Regions from separate parts of the Oryzias latipes genome. Here region 2 is linked to region 1. Evidence: chromatin contacts called from public Hi-C data. All regions are on one chromosome and are shown on one strand. The core of a region is the stretch at or near the end of the contact, and the rest is flanking DNA. Distances in the headings are between cores, read along the strand shown.

Region 1 (2,928 bases), core at 137-2,636:
AATAACCACAGTAAAATAAAACTTGAGCGTTTTCAGAAAACTAAAGACTGAAAGTTTATGTTGTAGCTCTCTTAAGCTGCCACAAACTATGGAAGTCTAGGCACTTTTATTGATGCTCCTCCAATGAGTCTTAAATCTTTCTTAATGTATAGGCATTTGTAATCGTAAGTCAGTGTACACTTTGTGGAAAATTGCGTGACACATTTACTTTCTCAGGTCTGGGGTTAAGTACAGGGAAGGAAGTGTCTTCGAACACCTGAAGAAGTGGCCACGAGCAGCAGCATAATTCCTGAAATTGTCAGCTGGAGCCCCAAATGGAATTTTGTTTTCTTTTTAGCTACAAATAATTAGAAAAGGTCCAAACACAAAAAAATATGTTTTTTTTTTTAAAGAAAATTATGAATTGATGTGGGAAGGGGGAGAAAAAGTAGTTTTTTTTTTGTATTTATTTATTTTTTATTTTAATTATTTTTTGGTGTGTGTGCCTGGAAGAGAGAGGCCTTTTCCTCATGACCACGACATAAGCAATGAGACCACAAAGACCTGTCCACATAAAGCTGTCCTACTCATTAAGGCACTTCCTCCTGTGAGCAGAGGTGACAATTTTATGATCCAAGCACTTCAGCAATCACAGACGCAAACTGTTGTAATGACTTTTATTTTATATTCAGAGGAAACACTTAAATAAACAGTAACAGGGCAGCCTGGCAATTTTATTTTACATTTTAACTGGACAGTCGTGAAAATTTACTTTAGACTTTTAACATGACATTTTTATTGATTTCTCTTTGGTGCCAACGAAATAAAATAGCTTTTTTGTTCTTTTTTCATTATTTTTTCCCCCCAAAGATTTAATTTAAAAACTTGCATAAAAGTATGCATTTCTTACATTTCTAAAATAAGATACTTTTTATGCTTTGGACTGTTTTCATTTGTATTTTGCCAACACAGAGGAGCAATTATAGAATAAACAGGGGGAAGAAATCAGGAGAGGAAAACATAACTGGGGAGCACAAAACAAATTTCAATTAACCAAAAAAAAAATCTATACATTTTATTATTTTAAATGAAGCAAGTCATGCAAACTACTCAGAATGCATAATGAATTTTATACATCATATGTCAAATGAATTAGCATGTCTAACTCAGCGAGAGGGACAGGGGAGCCTCTACTAATTGGCAGTGAAGCTTCATGCATAATTATGGGCCAAGCGTCTTTGCTGTCGCTCTGTGGCAGTAGCCGAATAACGAGGAGAAAAGAGAGGAAGAGACGGAGGGAGAGACAGAGAGCATGAGACGAAGAGGGAGAGAAAAGAAAAACAAAGGCCATGGAAGCTGGCCGGGAAGGGTGGGTGGTGTGTGCGTCTGTGTGTGTGTGTGTGGGGCACCGAGCTTCACAGCAGCTCATGCAGGCAGCGACAAACCCACGACTGTCCATCAACAGCCACACACTCGCACAAACACACACACACAGGCGAACAGCCCTGACAGGAGCGCTGGTTCACTAACAGAGAACAAGGAAAGGCTTTGTGCTCTTTTTCCAGCTTGTTGTTTGTTAAACTGCTCACTACATTAATTAAAAATTCATTCATTTTGGACTTTTTTTTCCAGTTTTTATTAAAGTGTGTGAGTTTGTCCCATGAGAGTTTCACAAGAATGCTTCTTTTTAAACACAGAGTAATTACATATAAACACTTGCCATAATGGAGGAGTCAACTGTTTATAAATTTTGTTGGAGCTTAAATATGTGAAGAAAAACTTATTTAACATTTAAACATGCGCTGATAATATAACCAGTATTAAAATATATCCTTTTATAAAGAAGAACAAGCTGCTAAACATTTAGATATTAGGAGATATACCTTAGTTACATATTTGTGTGGGCAGATGAGAAATATGAATTTGTAATTTTGGCTTCGTGAAGATGTGTGTAAAGAGCAAAAAATAATTGAAGAGGCTGGGTCAGAAATGTGTGTCCTCTTTTAAGATCAGCTATTTTCAAAAAAAGTTTTCCCTCATAAGAATTAAATACAGCGGCTAAAAAATACATATTTATAATAATAAAAATGTAGCTTACTTTTATTTTAGAGTATTTAAAAAAAATAAAAACCATTTCGGGCTTTCTTAATAAAGTAGGTTGGGAAAAAAGTATTTTTTAATATATTTTTTTATTAATTAAAAGACTTAAAGTGAAAAGTTAAATGTAGTGTTGTGTTTGTATTTTAGAAAAATCAAACTCTGTTTTGACATTTGGAATTGATGATGGTGTAAAATCTATATTAATAATAGCTAAAATAATTTTTAAAATACTTTGAATGTTTAAGCCATATTTTGCAGACAAAGTTGAAAAAGTATATTACCTGAGAAGACATATGCAGACCCGGCAGCCTTGAGTGAGTCGACAGAAACCAAACCTCTGCTTGCTGTCAATATCCGTGAGCACAAAGGTAAAATTCTGTCCCACTTGATTCTGGGAAACCCTATCCCAGAAGGGAAAAAATATATATAGTTTAGGCACACAAGCACCTCAAGCCGAAATAACCAGAAGCACATCAATAAAATATAGTACGTAGTATAAATCCAAGATTTTTTAATTGTGTAAAAATCCAAATTTTGATCAGCTTAATCATACAAACTCTACAATCAAAGTGACTGACAAATGGTTGAAAGTGATATCAAACATTTTAAGTTTGAGTGCAGGGAAGACTAAAAAATAAGCATGTAGCTCAGCTCACAAGTCCACCACTAGATGGCAGCAGTTCAGCTTCAGTGAAACAGCAACTCCACTGTGTCTCTGACTTCCACAGTCACAGCTTTTCTGGAACTCATTTAGCGGGGCCAGGTTATTTGAATATCCAGCTTTTGCTGGGCCACACAATATTGTTTGCTGATAAGACAAGGTAATACCAACTTGTTTTTTTTTTTTTT
Region 2 (2,928 bases), core at 296-2,795, 78 kb after region 1:
TAACATATTGGTAAATCTAAAAAGTAAGAATAAAGCCCGGTTGCTCTGTAGTTAATATATTCTTACTTTATCGTTTCTTTCAGGGAGAACAATTCTTGGGGCATTACAGCCATACATCCCGACGTTTGAAAATTCCCTAAAGTATTAAGAGAAGGGGAAAACTTTGATGGGAATTCCTCACCATTGAAGACAAAGACAATATTAGGATAAGATGTTAGAAAAATTGAGAACAAATAAACTTAAAAACTTGTTTCTGATGCAAATGTTCAGCAGATGATTTTTTTTTTCAAACAAATTTTGTCCAAAGTGAAGAAACCCAACAGTGTATGATAATCATGATAATCATGCCAACGCTGTGTGAACAGAAGTCTGTACCGGACCGATAAATGGGCTGAAATACAGTCAAATGTAACATAGTTTATGGGAACCCAACAGAATGGCAGGACATGATTGGAAGAGGGTTGACTGACCTCCTGCATGAGCAGAGTGAAACTGAGATCATATGGATGTTTTTGGTATGAACACACATAAACGCACACCACCCCTCATTACTGCTCCTACAATGCAACACACACACACACACACACCCACACACACCCACACACACACACACACACACACACACACATATATATAAATATATATATCGCTGCCCCCAAACCCCCCACCACCCCACACCTCCTCCACCCCACACCCACTGTTGTGTAAGCTTGCTAAGTAGAAGTTTTCTTTTGTTACGAGTGTCGTTTCGTAAACACATGGCCTCCTTGAAACTCGGCAGCAGGATGCCCATCAAAGATGATGAGTGCATGAAGAGGACTGCAGAGCTGGAGCTTTGCCATCTGGCTGTAACGAGAGAAGGAAGTGGGGAAAAAAAGATGAAGCAGACAAAGAAGAGATTCTCATTTTGCATGCACCTCATCCTCTATTTAACATTTTCCTTGAGATGTGTATTATTGTCTTTGATTGAATTGTACAGTCTATTGTCAGCTGCAAAATAAAGCACATGGATTATCGGTCATGCGCATATTACCTCATATGAGAAAAAAAAACACCACTGGAAAAATATAAGATTTAACCCTGTTTGTTATTGACTTCCAGCTAAACGTAAAACATCCATGGTTTCTAAATTTATTACTGTGGATAATATTAAAAACAGAGTTTTCATTTGAACATCTGCATAACTTTAAGCTCCATTTTTCATTCAGATCTACACCTCCATTTATTTAAAATAAAAGTCATGCACACATAATTGCTTTTATTTTATTTTTTAAAAATTGGGTGTACAAGTTTGAGTATACCAGCTGCCATATGAGTAACAAAAATTTATGGGTGTCATAATAGTTGGAAAGAGTGTGGGGAGGAAACAGAAAAAAAAGAAGGAAATGAGGGAGAGAGAAAGAGAGACCAAAGCCACATGGAGACTGGTGAGCAGGCTGGTGTTGAATTCCAAAAATGTGGGAAACAGCAAACACTTCAGTCAGTCCAAGAGGAAACCTCAGTCGCCAGGGTGCCTGTGTGCGCTGTGGCAGCAGGGCTGTGTTCCACCGTCTGATGGGAGGAAAGTGGGCAGGTTGACACCACAGAGCTACGGGAAGCCCGGCTGCAGCGGAAACACAAACAAACACAGCCTTCCACGCATTCCTTCAGAGCTGCTGGATGAAAATTCTGGACATCGCGGGTCTTGTGTTGACAAGAAATGCAGGGCTTCTCTGTTTCTGACTGAAATGCAACTTACCTATTGGATTGTGTATGCATACACACAAACATCCACACACATATACAGAATTGATATATATTAGGAGTGTAACAATTCATTTGAACAATTATTTGATTCATATAAAAATTTGTTGTTGACGATACTGTTCATAGTAGATATCATTTCATTTTAAAACAATCCAATTCAGTTCACTGACTTAATATTGATCCAGAACATCTTTAGCCAAGACTTTAACCAGTGTGACTCAGAGATAAATACCTTAGTTCTGAACAGTGTAAGTGACGATTTCCAGTATTCTTGTATTTCTTGCAATATAATTAAGTGTAAATTAAAAATGTGGACAAACAACTAAATGTGAATTAACGGCAAATCCGTTCACATTTTTGTTTCCTTAAGTACAACCCACTGTTATTTTTCCACATCCAAATATATCCAAATATTGTTAGAACATTCTTCCACACTGTATATTCCCATGTCTTTGCTAAATTCACATTAGACGGTAATGATGGCACTGATGACATCATAATTTTCTGTGTTGTCCACTGTGATGCACTTGGTTGTTTTTTACGTTATAGTAAAATAAACTTACTGTGTCTTAATCCAAATGAGATTTTCAAATATCGATTTTGATCAATTTATTTAATTTTATTCTGAACTGAGATTATAAAGGTACAAGTTGATTCACATAACAACTTACCTCAGACAAATCTATCTAGTTGGATTGTAGGAATACAATAAAATAACATGTATATCAATTCATCTATATATATTTATGAGTATTAATTGACTTAATATATATACAAATTGAATCTGATATCAGCCTTCTTGTCAGCAAGTTGATTTAGCCAGTCCAGCTATTTCTTATATAAGTCGTCCGAGAGGTGAAATAAATCAACTGAATTTCTAACATTCTGGTGTTTATGTGCAAAAACATGTTGTTAATGTAAAGAAATGCTGTTGTACTGACTGGTGTTGGATGTAACAAATCTTTCCGAATATCACAAAAGGACATCAGCGCAGCAACAGGTAAGAAAAGAGACCTTTCTGTCAGCTCACATCTCTCCCTTTTCTTTTATCTCGTCCTCCAGTTGCAGAAAACGACAGCTGTGCAATCTGACCAAAACATTGCTGACAACACAACATATTTTCTGTCATGTGGGAACTTTCTTTATAAAACTTGGGGGATTTTGACAAATGTGAGACAGGGG

What was found. Hi-C and Micro-C count contacts between places; a contact is called where the count stands out from the background.
Region 2: a contact with region 1 is called in a Hi-C map of fibroblasts, with 2.2 times the contacts expected there. The contact joins two enhancer-like sites. A contact is called at or near these places in 4 of 5 Hi-C or Micro-C datasets (embryo, fibroblasts and gastrula embryo).

The regions. Positions count from the first base shown.
Region 1 is chr4:14,334,260-14,337,187 of ASM223467v1, forward strand. dennd1b (DENN domain-containing protein 1B) reads right to left here. Exons shown (of 23, transcript XM_011474042.3): 5 at 2,361-2,480. Among protein-coding and RNA genes, the nearest start is that of dennd1b, 48 kb to the right of the region's middle. Within about 2 kb of position 1,387, at least 2 of the 8 cell types and tissues checked have an H3K27ac peak or open chromatin away from gene starts, as enhancers often do.
Region 2 is chr4:14,412,161-14,415,088 of ASM223467v1, forward strand. It overlaps a transcript of lhx9 not described here. Among protein-coding and RNA genes, the nearest start is that of nek7, 8.4 kb to the right of the region's middle. Within about 2 kb of position 1,546, at least 2 of the 8 cell types and tissues checked have an H3K27ac peak or open chromatin away from gene starts, as enhancers often do.